3 separate regions of the Mus musculus genome follow, and regions 1 and 2 are each linked to region 3. A link is a contact called in public HiChIP or PLAC-seq data. All regions are on one chromosome and are shown on one strand. Each heading gives the region's core, a stretch centred on a gene start, on an enhancer-like site or on the middle of the called end of the contact. The rest is flanking DNA. Distances are from core to core; before and after follow the strand shown.

The links. HiChIP or PLAC-seq counts read pairs in DNA pulled down with a chosen protein or histone mark.
Region 1: an H3K4me3 HiChIP or PLAC-seq map of embryonic stem cells shows a contact between it and region 3, with 7 times the contacts expected there. The contact joins the enhancer-like site here to the promoter of Msantd4 in region 3. A contact is called at or near these places in 10 of 39 promoter capture datasets (the C10 cell line, the HPC-7 cell line, cranial neural crest and 7 more), 12 of 115 datasets of contacts at active chromatin or transcription factors (the 230-238 cell line, astrocytes, embryonic stem cells and 3 more) and 2 of 9 other capture datasets (adipose tissue and embryonic stem cells).
Region 2: a contact with region 3 is called in an H3K27ac HiChIP or PLAC-seq map of the NIH/3T3 cell line, with 8 times the contacts expected there. The contact joins the promoter of Casp4 here to the promoter of Msantd4 in region 3. A contact is called at or near these places in 2 of 39 promoter capture datasets (the 3T3-L1 cell line and pre-B cells), 1 of 484 Hi-C or Micro-C datasets (B cells), 3 of 115 datasets of contacts at active chromatin or transcription factors (the NIH/3T3 cell line, fibro-adipogenic progenitors and microglia) and 3 of 9 other capture datasets (adipose tissue, liver and macrophages).

What each region holds. Positions count from the first base shown.
Region 1 is chr9:3,436,859-3,441,323 of GRCm38.p6, reverse strand. It overlaps Cwf19l2 (CWF19-like 2, cell cycle control (S. pombe)), which reads right to left. Exons shown (of 18, transcript NM_027545.2): 9 at 179-269. Among named protein-coding and RNA genes, the nearest start is that of Cwf19l2, 35 kb to the right of the region's middle. Within about 2 kb of position 1,588, at least 12 of the 459 cell types and tissues checked have an H3K27ac peak or open chromatin away from gene starts, as enhancers often do. A contact at or near this core is called in embryonic stem cells and stem cell-derived epiblast-like cells, where this site is marked.
Region 2 is chr9:5,307,586-5,312,533 of GRCm38.p6, reverse strand. Casp4 (caspase 4, apoptosis-related cysteine peptidase) reads right to left here and starts at 3,685. Exons shown (of 9, transcript NM_007609.3): 1 at 3,620-3,685. The coding sequence starts at 3,626.
Region 3 is chr9:4,374,444-4,378,802 of GRCm38.p6, reverse strand. Msantd4 (Myb/SANT-like DNA-binding domain containing 4 with coiled-coils) reads right to left here and starts at 2,251. Exons shown (of 3, transcript NM_145609.2): 1 at 2,180-2,251.

The sequences.
Region 1 (4,465 bases), core at 339-2,838, 940 kb after region 3:
CTCTGTAAGAGGAACTGTAAGAGTAGTATTTCTAGAAATTCTCAAGAATTTCTTTAAGAAATTAAGAAACAGTAATTATCTTCAAAGCATGCCACAGACTAAATGACTGATTGTTCTAAATAATCTGTGATAATTAAACATTACACTCTTCTCCAAGTGAAAACACATGGGGTCTTACCATATTCCCCATCATTTCTGCCTTGATAATCTTGGCCCCCAACTTGTTCTTTTCATCAACATTTAAGATATAGGTGGACTCTGCCTCTGGACTGAAGGAGAAACAGGACAGGGGACAAGCATAAGTCATAAAGCAACCTCATGCATTAGCTTAACTCACTTCAGCAAAACATTCAGCACTAATAGTAGGTCACAGTTCTAACACAAAAAATTTAAAATCAGCATTCTAGGGTGAACTACACTTCAACATTCTGTTAAGAACTCAAAAAATGAAAAAAAAAAAAAAGAACTCAAAAAATGGTCAATATAATACTGTTACAATAATAACTGAAAAGAGTCCCGATAATTTTAAAATAAATATATAAATTATATATATTGCTATTATATGTTAATGTTTTATATTATATTAATAATATTATTATATACTAGTATTTAAAAATGGCATTTTTGAATATTCAACCAGTGTAGTAGTACACACCTCAGGAGACCAAATTTAGCAGCTGTCATGAGATAGAAGCCTGTTTGAACTACATGGTGAAGAGGCCAATCTGGGCCATATTTAGAGACCCTGTTGCAGAAATAAACAAACGGAATCTATACACACTATAAGAAAGAAATAAAACAGCCAGGCAGTGGTGGTGCACACCTTTAAACTTAGCATTTGGGAGGCAGAGGCAGGTGGATTTCTGAGTTTGAGTTCCAGGACAGCCAGGGCTACACAGAGAAACTCTGTCTCAAAAAAAACAAAAAAAAAAAAAAAAAGGAAACAAAAGCACTAATACCACACTACAATTTTCTAAACTTGAGAAATTCTGTATTCCATATGACAAGTTATTGATCATCTTAGAGCTATAATCTTGAGAATATTTAGTTGCAGTCCAAAAGTAAAAGCAACAATTGTGCATTCTCTTATAAAACTGGCCCACGATTAATTAAAAACCAAAGTAATTTTGCTACATCCACTCCAGTGAAGTCTGCGTGACAGGTTTAGAAACCTGGAAGCAGTCCAGAGGCAGTGTTTCATGGAAACTTAGCCTCCTTGAACCCTGGCATTCCCATAGCACGTACACCCAAAACCTGTCCCCATGTTAGTCTGGTGTATAGATCCGTGTGCTCTCTTTCAGTATTGTTTTATTATAAGTGCCTTTAGGGATTGATTTTGATATATAGCTAAGCCTTTGCCAGTGTTCCAATGTCCTAGGAAGTCCTTGAAGCCGGCCATGAGCTTGGAATTCAGGAAAAATGTTATCTACTCAGTAACACTCAAATTTACTTCTAGTAGAGACAGTGAAACTAATTAGGCATTACAAAGAACAGAGCTAGAAAAGCTCAGGGCTAGTCTGCATAGTAATTACTTAGGACAATAGGCGAGTCACTCCCATACACAAGAAAACACAATGGCCTAGGAAATAGGTGGGTTGTAGTATTACCCATGAAAGGGTTAGTAGAACTGAATTCCCCTGGATCAGGTTTTTCACTAGGCCCAGAGGAATAGCATAATCAGGTATTTACTAAAGGACCTCTGGTGGTGGGTTTAACAATAGACTAGCATTGTATCAGAGCATTCACCTGGCTCCTGTGTTTAGCTGATCTTAATTAAGGGTTGTTCCTATTCTCAGTTGTAAACAAGGCCTGGCTCCCACTATCTTTTTATGTATGCATTTTCTTTGTTTTGTGTTAAGAATCAGTGTACCTTGATGAATGTATTCGCCTAGCTTTCTTGTTTGTCTTCTGTATTATAAGACTGGTGCTGGCTTTGAGAAAATACATTCAGATACACACTCTCTCTGTGTCCATGTCTGTTTGTCACTCTTTTCATCGCCAACTCCATGCCCACCTGTCCGGAACCCTAATTTTCCACAGATTGAGAGAGGCCGACTGGGGCTGGTCTATGGCATAATTTAAAATTGAGATCATGTGCAAATCTCAGAAAAAGCCTCATGTAAGAAAAAATTTCAGCCAACAACAGATAACCTACTTAAGAGTCAAAGCTACAAAACACAAGGGGAGGGGGGGACCTTGCAAGAGCCAGAAGGAGTCTAAAGCAAAGAATAGTAACAGTCCTACAAATCCAAAGATCTTGGTACAGAGTGCTAAAGAAAAGAACGCATATGATGAGAGAGTCCCTCAGGGCTGCCCTGGAATATTCGTCAAGGCAATACTTATAAAAAGAAAAACAAATTTACAGTTAATTAAAGAAATGTTCTGAGGTATTCTGGTAATATTGTCTACACAATAATTTGTCCCGAGCCGGGCGTGGTGGCGCACGCCTTTAATCCCAGCACTCGGGAGGCAGAGGCAGGCAGATTTCTGAGTTCGAGGCCAGCCTGGTCTACAAAGTGAGTTCCAGGACAGCCAGGGCTATAAAGAGAAACCCTGTCTCGAAAAACAAACAAACAATCCCCCCCCCGCAAAACAAACAAACAAAAAAATTGTCCCATTAGCCATAAATCATAATTGCATAAGTAAGAAAATATTGGGTAAAATGCTTAGGAAATAATACCCCATACAGTAAAATACTGCTCAGAACCCAAATCAGAAATGTTAAAATTAAGTAATAAATGACTTTCAACATTTCAGAACAAAAAACAAAAATAAATACATGACACATTTGACTCAAAATGTTCTTATGAAACTGATCAATTCATACCATGATTCATATCAATAAACAATGGGGAGAAAATGCAGCACTCATCAAGTAAATATCATAACATCTAGCACCCAAATATCAGATATGCAAGTAAGTAGAAAAGTAATTAAGAGAAAACTCATAATCAAGAGAAAACCCTTATCAAAATCAAAAGCCATCAGAACTGACAGATAGAAAAAAACAATCATATTTAGTTATTAGTACAAATGCATCCCATATATTCATAAAGAAATAACAAAGATATTAAAAAGATATTTTAGTCTTATAGTCAGGCTTGGTGGTTCACATCTGTACACAGGAGGCTAGGAGGATAGAGTATTCAAGGACAGGGTGGCCTCTGTCAATACAAAACCTTGTCTCGAAAGGTACTTCTACTCAGGAAAACTACAACCCAGATATTAAAAAAACTGACACTGAGTAATATTTTTAAAAGATTGGATTACTAAAAAAACTGTAGTAAAAGGCAGGTATTACTTATGGACATTTTCAATTAACAAAGAAGTTCTATAAATATATAAATGTGATATATGTAAAAGAATGAAAGATACACTGTGTCAATATTAGTCAAAGGAAAGTTGATGTATCTATGTTAATATGAGATAAATTACTATATAACAAAAGATGTTGTACCCTGGACAAAGAGGGTTATTTTATAAGAAAAATGGACTAAGCTATCAAAGAACACAAGAATCTCTACATACATGTACCTAATAAGGAAGCTTCACAAAGCAAAAACTGATAGTATTTCAACAGACTACTCCACAATAAAACTATGCATTTCAGTATTTCTAAACACTATAGAAGGTAAACAGGAAATTAGCAAGAATATGGAAGATGAATAACAACTAAGTGAGCTACTGACAACTTACAGAACACACCACTCAACATCCATTAGTTCAAGAAGAATAAAACAAACAAATACACACACACACACACATATATATGTGTATATATATATAACTGTTTGCCAAAATAGACCATACTCTGTGAGCCATAAAATTGGTTTTCATAGGAAGTCTAAGAAACCAGGTTGTCCGAAAAAGGTTTTCTGATATTAAATAGGAGCTCAATAACAAGCACTGTTAGATGGCTTTCAGCTACCTGGACCCTCTGCAGCCATCATCAAGCAAAGAGAGAAGAGAAAATTTTGAACTGAATAAAAGTGTAAACTCAATGTATCTCAACTTGTAGGGATCTTCTAGGGTTTGTCTTTGTAGAAAGCAGAGAATTCATTACTTATTTGGAAACAACAGATATCAGGTAACACCTTTAATCAAAAAAAGTTAAAAAAAATCAAATCAAAAGTAGTCAGAATATAAGAAAAAATTAAAAAGCAGAAATAAAAATCAAATCATAGAAAACTTCAATAAAACCAAAGTTGCTTTTTGAGTGCAATCAATAAAGCAGATGAAGAAAACAAAAATATGGACTATCAACAAGGAAACAAAAGTGAAATCATTACTAGATATTCTAAGCATTAACCAAAAATACACACAAGCAACTTGAGGAGATACTCTGCACCTGATCTGTAGTTATTAAGAGATAGTGTAGCTGTGGCCTATCGCTATTCACCAGGTTAAAAAGCCTGCCCACTGCCAAGTGTTTCAACATAAATAGGGGAGATGATGGCTTCATATT
Region 2 (4,948 bases), core at 2,436-4,935, 930 kb before region 3:
TAGATCATGAGGAAGGGTAAGGAAGCAAAGATGGATATACTAGATTGTAGGGAGAAAAAGAAATTGAAAAATGACAAAATTTTGTTATAATCACAAATCAACCTTTAAACATGAAGGCAAAACAGATTATGTAACTACAAGGCTAAAATAATCAAAGTGGAGTGAGGCCGACAGAGAAGCAAACATGAAATCCCACATGATAGAGTGGAATTACTTTTCAATCAAAACACTGTAAACCTGCCATCTTTAAAGATTGCCTCTTTAATAAATACTATTATGGATATATTTGTAGAAAATGAAATTAGTTCTATATCTCAGATCAAACAAAAAGTACCTCAATAATTAAAGTTTAGACCAGTAATTATTTAACACCAGAAAAACACAGAGAGAATTTCCATTTACATTACTCTGTGTAATGATTTTTACCCTAATGACCTTAAAGCAGGTAAGAATATTTAATATAAATCAATGTAAACAACAAATAAATGAGCAAATTCAAAGCAACAGTTGTCCATGGCCCTGGTGCTGCCTGTATTTTGATGTTACTTCTGCTTTCCCAGAAGGGGTTTTATGGAATAGGAATGAATCATTTACTCATGTGACTTCTTGTAAATGTTTCCCCAATGAAAAAAGGGAATTCCTGGGTGGATGGAGGAAAAGAGGAAGCAGGAGAGAGATCAGGGATAGGAGAGGACAAGATATAACTGCTAAAGTCTCCCGGTTTCTATGGCAGATCTGCCAGGGTTCACCACCAGAGGACTTAGATTTAACATGGCTTACAAGATTAGGATTCTAACTGTACCCAGTGATTGAATTACCATTGTTTCTGAACTAAATTTGTATGCTGTTTTCCTTCATGGTTCAACGAGTGTGGGTTTGCCAGATGTGCACCATAAAAGGCCGTGGAGATTTTGAAGCATGGGGCTGGCATGATAATGACCTGCAAGTGGAAACTTAGAGAGGTGGGTGGAGACATTTTGGAGCTATGAATCAGAGTCTCCATGAGATAAGAACAGGTCGGCCACTGCCCACCAGTTCATGGCCAGCCCACCTGGGCAGAGAGTAGCTGGGTATAGTATGGGAGGATGCCATTCTTTTTGAATATTCCTCACAACAAGCAACCCAGCTGGAACCAAAGGAAACAATGAAAGAACACACAGCTTGTAGAATTGAAGAACAGATTTGCAATCTGAGAAGCTAATACCTTGATTATGTAAGAGAGGCAACCTATTAATAGCCTTAATAGCAAGAAAACCGAGTAAGAACATAGAGACAGGAACTGAACAGACAAATTCACAGAAAAACACAGGTAGCCAATATATATGTACAAAGAAACACAAAAACAGTAATTTGAATAATCAGGAAATGAATATTAAAGCCACAGTAAGATATCATCTGATGTCTAAGAGAATGAGCATAATTATAATGCCATAAGTTTATATAGTCAATATGAAAATCAATATGGTGGTTTCTCAGAAAATTGGGAATTGATCTACCTAATATCTAGCTGTATGACTCTTGAGGATAAACCTATAGAACTTTCCATCTTATCATAGGGACACTTGCTCAACTATGCTCATAGCAGCTTTATACATAACAGTCAGAAACTGGAAACAACCTTGATGTCCCTGAACTAAAGAATGGATACAGAAAATATTGTGTATATACACAATGAAGCATTTCTCAGCAGTTAAAAAATGGTAACATCATGAAATTTGCATAAAAATGGATGGAACTGGAAATTATCATCCTGAATGAGGCTACTCAGACCCAGAAAGACAAACATGGTATGTATTCACTTATAAGTGGATATTGCATGTCTAGTAAAAGATAATTAAGCTACAACCCACAAACCCAGAGAGAATAAGTAACAAGGAGGACCCTAGAGAGGATGCATTGATCTCCTTGGGAAGGGGATATAGATTTTGCAAGTGGACTAGGGGAGGGTGGCAATGGGTATATGGCAATGGGCAATGGGATTAGGTATAGGGCTAGAATAACGGAGGGTGGGGGTACAGGAAGAAATTATTGGATTTAAAGGGTATTTAGGCAGGGGTGATGTGGAAATCTAGTGTAGTGGAAATTTCCTGGAATCTATGAGTTAAGACTACCCTAGTGAGGACTCCTAGTGATGAAGTATATAGAACATAAACAAGGTAGGTTTGGCATACTAAACAAGAAATATTGCACATTGAAGATATCAAATTGAGGTGTGATTATCTTTCCCCTGAGTCAGCAATTTTTATTAAACATCTCATTTTAAATTCTAATTTTTTAGTTTTGGGAATATCATTTTGAACATCAATCTCTGTACACTAAAGTATATAGGGCAGAGGTAAAAATAGTTATTCAAACAAACAAAGTACAAGACACTATAATCATTTAAATGACTGATGTATGTTCAAGAAAACATCATGTTTTAAAACTTTCATCCATTAAAAGACAGTGTCCCAGAGAAGATAGTGTGTAGAGCTAGTATCTGTTCTGGCAAGGTTGAAAGTTTCTTGAAAGTATCTGGTATAGACAGCAAGGTGGAGGGGCTGGGTGTTAGAAACAGGTTACTTTGGTCAAATGTGGGCAACAGCAGCAGAAAAGGCAATGATCAGACGCTTGTCGTTTTTAAAAGACTTTTGCAGAGAGATAAGGTAAAGTCGGTGTCTTGCATGTGAGAACAAGTTTACTCTGCCCAAAGGACATTGGACCTAAGCTGACAAATACAACTTTTTTGTTCATCCTCACGTACACATTTTAAGAATAAAGCTAAAAATATTATAAGATGCATTTGAACACTTGCTACCAAAATACCAAGTGATTTCTCAGTCCTGTGCCTTTTCAGCTTCTGAGTGTAAGAAGGGTATATGATTTGAAAGGAATGTTAAGGATAGAACAGAAGGCTAAGACCTGGAAAGGAAGACATGAGTCAAAACATTGTGACAGGAGTCCATGAATGAGTTACAACAGTGGTGATTTTAGCAGACGCAGAGATCTAGCAAGAAAAATGGAATCATTTAAAATGGAAGAAGAGAGTAACTCTATGCTTGGGAAATAGGTGGTGACTTCAAATATGTGCCAATCAGCATCTCAGAAAAATGTAACAGTCCTAGAGCTCATTACAGACTTCTAGAGTCCTAGAGCTCATTACAGACTTCTAGAGTCCTAGAGCTCATTACAGACTTCTAGAGTTCTAGAGCTCATTACAGACTTCTAGAGTCCTAGAGCTCATTACAGACTTCTAGAGTCCTAGAGCTCATTACAGACTTCTAGAGTCCTAGAGCTCATACAGACTTCTAGAGTTCTAGAGCTCATTACAGACTTCTAGAGTCCTAGAGCTCATACAGACTTCTAGAGTTGTTTTAATGTGTTATTCTGGCTTTACCCTCCTCTTTGATTTCCAAAAAGGAAACTGAGAGATGAAGTTCTTTGTGGCTCAAAGCTACATATATCTCAGCATGTCCACACTCCCAATAAACAGTCCTTTCCGGCAGTACAGTAATCAGGCTTTTATGCCACTGCTCTGCTCTGTCACCACTATTTTTTTTTTTTAATTCTCTGCTTTCGCAAAGTCTAAATTCTAGGACTCAAGTCAAAGCCCCTATTCAGGAAGAGCCCCCAGACTCACCAGCCATGAGAAAAAGCCTCAGTTCTTTCGCACCGTGAAGACAGCTTGACAGAGTAAAATGAAAGTTACTGGGCATTTCCTTAGCATAGGGAGGCGGGGACTTCCAGGAGATGTTGAAAGAGCTGCTCAGAAAGTATCAACTGCTGTGGGGAAATCCCCTGTAACTCATAAAACTGGCCTCCCTTTTCCTGAATTTTATCACTTCGTCATGGGAACAAACAAACACAACTAAAGCGGCTGCAAAAATAGAAAAAAAAAAAATTGAAGTTGTTTACCTTTGCATTTTCTCTATTCTTCAGGGCTCCAGTAAGACACAGTGCTGCTTATATTCTAGTCTGGCTTCTCAGTAACTCAACCTCTGCTTTCTAAAACATCAGTTCTAAGTCAATGAAATTTAACATATTCATTTCTACTGGAAAATTAAGCAATTGTTTCCTAATTCAAGGTACTACAGCCTTTCTATACATATTTCTACAGACTTCGTTTTTATTAGACATAGTTCAGAGCAATCCTTTTGTCCACCCTGGGTGCATTTCATTAATTGTGCAAGACAAATTTTTACTGAGAGTGATGATTACTACTACCTGTTCGTAGCCTCTTGAACAAATAGGGGCACTTGCACGGTGCAATATAATGAATGCATGATCACATGATCTGAGGAGAGAGGTATGTCAGGGGAATGGTTAGAGAAAGGGGAAAAGACAAATGCTGTGGTGTGTTCAACTTTGAGTCTTTGGGGAACGTTGGATTAAATAGGAAGGATTAGAAAGGCTCTTGTGAAAGTGTCCTTCTTCAGCTCCTCCTACAGTTAACAAATACTGCTGAGAGAATGGATAAAGTAATGCCACTATCGCCCATCTCCTCAGTGTCATACTTATCTGGTAATTGTTCCCTGGTTGTTGGTGGCACTGACTGTTTTATAGTCTCAATCAGAATGTGAAATTTTAAGGTTCATGGGCTAAGTCAATATTCTTTGATCCATGAATTTTTTAATCCATGAAGGATAATAGCACATAAAAATTGCTTTGTTCTGGTCCAGGCTTCCAGAGTAATAAGTAAACACTCCATTTTGAGATTCCATTTATTATTTTGGCTATAATGGTCCCAGTTATATTTTATATGTTTCTTCTTCTGAGCACTAAATTCTTGGAATTCAGAAACCTGTGGTGTCTATATGACTGTAGGAAAAGACAAGCAAATGATATTATAAAAGAAATAATGGCACTCAGCCAGTTCTGCATTTAAGAACCAAGTCTAAGAACTCTGCTGATGCTCTGGCTACTGAGGGATTCTGGGAGAGAGACAGTCTTTGGTGTATACCAGGCTCCA
Region 3 (4,359 bases), core at 1,002-3,501:
GACTGGTCTAACAGCACCACTATATGGCAAAAAATAGGAGGTGTTTTAACCAACCAGGATCTTTGTGTCTTTAACTCCTCAGTAGTTCTTACCAACTGCATAGCCTTCCCTGCCCATCCCCACAGTTCTTTTGTCTATACTTGGAGTTTACAAAGTGGCATCCCTTTGTCTTCAACTGAACTATGCTGAACTAATGAACTATCATTTATAAAATACACTTCACTGCATTTTTAACCTCAATGGACTTGATATTAGAACCCTATGATGATGGCTATCCTTGTTTGTCAACTTGGAATTACACAAAAAATGGAGGGTTCATCTCTGAGTGATTTTTGCTTAATTTCATGTAGGAAAATCTATTTCTAATCCAGATCTTTAAGGTAGAAAGATACACCTTTGATCCAGGTCATTTGAGCTGGAAAAATCCACCTCTAACCTGGGCCGCATCTTCTGGTGAACCCCATGTAGAGACACAGAAGAAGGACACTTATGCTCTTGGCCTGCTTGTTCTCACCTCACTAGTCCATTCCTTCATTATCATTAGAGCCTAATTCTCTGGGATTCCAGATTATGCTAATGACCAGCTGAGACATCCAGCCTCATAAATTGAACTAGACTCTTGGACTCTCCATTTATAGCCAGCCACTGTTGGATTAGCAGCCACTGTTGGATTAGACTGCAGCTGGTAAGTCATTCATATATATGTATGTATATATATATACATATATATACATACACACATACATACATACTTTCTAAAAGTTCTGTTACTCTAGAGGACCCTTATTCTGGTCAGTCTTCACTTAATCCAGAGAAAGACTTTACCTGAAGCCTTGACAGTATTGAGTTAAAGAACATTTGAGCATCAGTGCAGTCAGAGATAAAATCTGTTAGCTGCGTTTACAAAAGCAAAAACTAGCAGATTATGAATATGTCTGTCTTTTTGTACCATTCCTAGTACCTTGATGCTGTGTATGAGAGGTTTGGATTTTCTCTAACAGACTCCCAAATAAGTTCATCAAAGGTATTTACTCAGCTCCTACATTTGGGGCACCATTCCTGGTGCTAGGGATAGAACCGGTCATAAAATGTACAATTACACTATTTTTGATGCCCAACACGTCCCCCTCTTTATTGTTTTCATCCTGTTCTTACAGTAAGGAACTTGACAGTCAGTCACTAAATCTCAGGTCCCAGTGTTCGAACCACAGACAGCAGCTGTTTTCCTGAACTTCCTGACCATTGGGAAAGGAAGAATAAATAACCCTCCAACTTGTGGAGGGCTTCCACAATTATTCTTTACTGTTCAGAAACAGAAATGTTGTGCAGTGCACTCACATAACTACCAATGATGTACTGTAAGATAAAACTAGGTATTTCCTCTGTAACGACTGAATGGACTTTCTAGGTTTTTGTCTAACATAGAACTAAAAGATCTGGAAAAAAAAAACTGGCAATAACATCTAAATTAAAGAAAGAAAGAAAGAAAGAAAGAAAGAAAGAAAGAAAGAAAGAGAGAGAGAGAGAAAGAAAGAAAGGAAAAAAGAAAGGAAGGAAGGAAGGAAGAAAGAAGGGAGGGAAAGAGGGTAGGTTTGGGGGGGGGCGGGGGAGAGAGGGAGTCACTAAGTAGTTAAGAAGAAAAGCATTCCAAATCTACAAACTTCCCTCCACCCCTGTCTCACTCCAATCTTATTTCAAGAGTGACTTCCCTTTCCTCAATATTATTACAGGGTAATTATTTTCCTTCCTTTAAAACTTGAGGTGATAAACACAACTGAAGTTTGCTTAAGGGTCTCCCGCTACGAAGTAACGTTGGGAAGGTGCAGTTGAGGCCTCTGGGACGATGGATCCCACAGCCTGGAGTTTTCGGTGGGGGAGGGGTCAAGGTGGTGCAGCGCCCAACTAGAGTCCAGGCAACTTGGAGGGTTATTATTGCTTTCCGAATGGTCAGCAATAGCCCTACCTAGGTTTCCCTCACTTCTGCAGAGGCCCAGAGCTTCTCCCGAGTCAGGTGACAATTATGAGTGGGACTTTACTCCACAGCCTCGGGATCCTGCGCTCTTCAATGTCAAAACCAAAGCTCACCGAGGCGACACCCCACAGAGACCCACCCTGCCAAGTCTCCTCTGCTCCCTCGAGCTCCCCAGTCCCCGTTGCTCCGCTGCAACCCAACACTCACCTGCGACCCCGGGGCACCTCTGTCGGATCGCCCCTGAGGGTGCTGGAAAAGAGATGCTTCATGGAGTCCCCGCCCACCAACTTCTGCCTGCTCCGATTGGCTGAGATGGCTGTTGCTCATGGGTTGCAGCTAATCCATTTGTCCAGGGGGAATTGCCACTCTGCCTTAGAGCCCGCCTCAGGCCAGGCCTCACAATGGGAATCGAGTCCCAAACCGGTTCCGGGTTAGTGCCCTGGACAACGCCCCGAAGTGATTCGCCTCCCGTTCAGCGCTCACTTTTTGCCACGTGACCCTGTCAATCAAGCGTCCTCTAGCAAAGGATTGGTCCCTAGAGACAGTCTTGCCTCGCTGCTCCGCCCGATGGAGACTGGCCTTTCAATCTCCAAACTCCGCTCCTGTCCTTGATCTTCGATAAGGCCAAGGAAAAATGGAAACCCTTGGGTCCTCCTCTCCTATTCACCTAGCTGCGGTCTCCGTGGACCTCAACCTCTGACGTTGCCTTTGCAGTTTTCAAATCAAAGACTCGTTTTGTACTCTTAACCTAAAATGGAACATTTGGCTTGTGGACGGTTTCTCCAGTGTTCTCCATCTCCTCCCTCTGATCCTTCAGAGCCCTACGGGCTGATGTCTCCTTTGGCATTGTCAGTGAACCTGGTTTCCCACTTCCTCCGTTTCAGGAATGTCCAGTTCTCCCTGAAAATTACTAATACCCATCCTCTCACAGCCCACTCTTCAAATTAGAGTCAAATTGAGACGCCTACAGTTTCTCGGGGGAAATTATTCCTAATATGCAAATTAGGAAATTCTCTTTAGGCTTTTAAAATCCTAATCCTGCTTTTCTCTCAGGCTTTTTTTAACATGGTCTCCCTTTTTGCTTCCCCCAGCTCTCCACTGTTCTTTTGAACTCTTTAGTGTCTTAGGGACTGCCTTTGCCTTGCTGTGTTTCCACCCTGTAAGGCTTTCCCAGGATCAGAATTCATTTTGGAAATTCTTTTTTCTTTTCTTTTCTCTCTTCTCTCTTCTCTTCTCTCTTTCTTTCTTGTTTGTTTGGTTTTTGTTTTTTGTTGTTGTTGTTGTTGTTTTTGTCTTTTTGTTTTGTTTTGTTTTGTTTTTTTGAGACAGGTAGCTCCGGCTGTCCTGGAACTCGCTCTGCAGACCAGGCTGGCCTCGAACTCAGAAATCTGCCTGCCTCTGCTTCCCAAGTGCTGGGATTAAAGGCGTGTGCCACCACTGCCCGAGAAATTATTTTCTAAAGTAACCTTTCCTATGCAGTTACTTCGCAGCTACTTCAATTTATCTCTCCAATATAAGTTTGCCAGATGGGAAGGATGGCAAGCTAAATTTGAATAACAATTTCAGGGTGACATTCCACATTTTTTATTTGTTGACTCTGACAATCATGCTCAAGTGAGATCAACCACAACCTATATTTTCCCCATTATAGCTCTTTTTTTTTTTTTTTTTTTTTGCGTAGCAAAGCTTCTAGCATGTAATAGACATTTTATAAAAAGATGTAAAAGCATGACAAAATGTTGTGTGTATATAACAAGTCTTTATTTTTTCATATAATAGTCTTTTTTAAAATTAGGTATCTTCTTTATTTGAATTTCAAATGTTATCCCCTTTCCTGGTTTCCCCTCTGAAAACTTCCTATCCCTTCCCCCCTGCCCCTGCTCACCAACCCACCCACTCCTACTTCCTGGCTCTGGCATTCCTCTACACTGAGGCATAGAACCTTCACAGGGCCAAGGGCCTCTCCTCCCACTGATGACCAACTAGGCCATCCTCTGCTACATATGCAGCTTGAGTCATGGGTTCCTCCATGTGTACTCTTTCGGTGACGTCCCTGGGAGCTCTGGGGGTACTGGTTGTAACAAATCTTTAATGTTTATTTCTAGAAAAATAATTGCACAAACTATGAAGTATTTATGAACTATGATCTTTGAAGATCAATGAACAGTTTTAAGATTTTTATTATAATTTTGCCTAAAGAGAAAAAAAATGATTTTTGCCATTTTGTAAGAGATACAGACACTTTGGTTTTTGGAATATTTGAAGCAAAATCCCCTTTATGTAGAGCAAGCTATCCAGGAACTTTACAATCCTCCTATTTCAGTAGCACTATAATCACTAGAAACTTCTATTCTGTAGAGCAGGAATAAAAGTCCCAACCCCCAAAT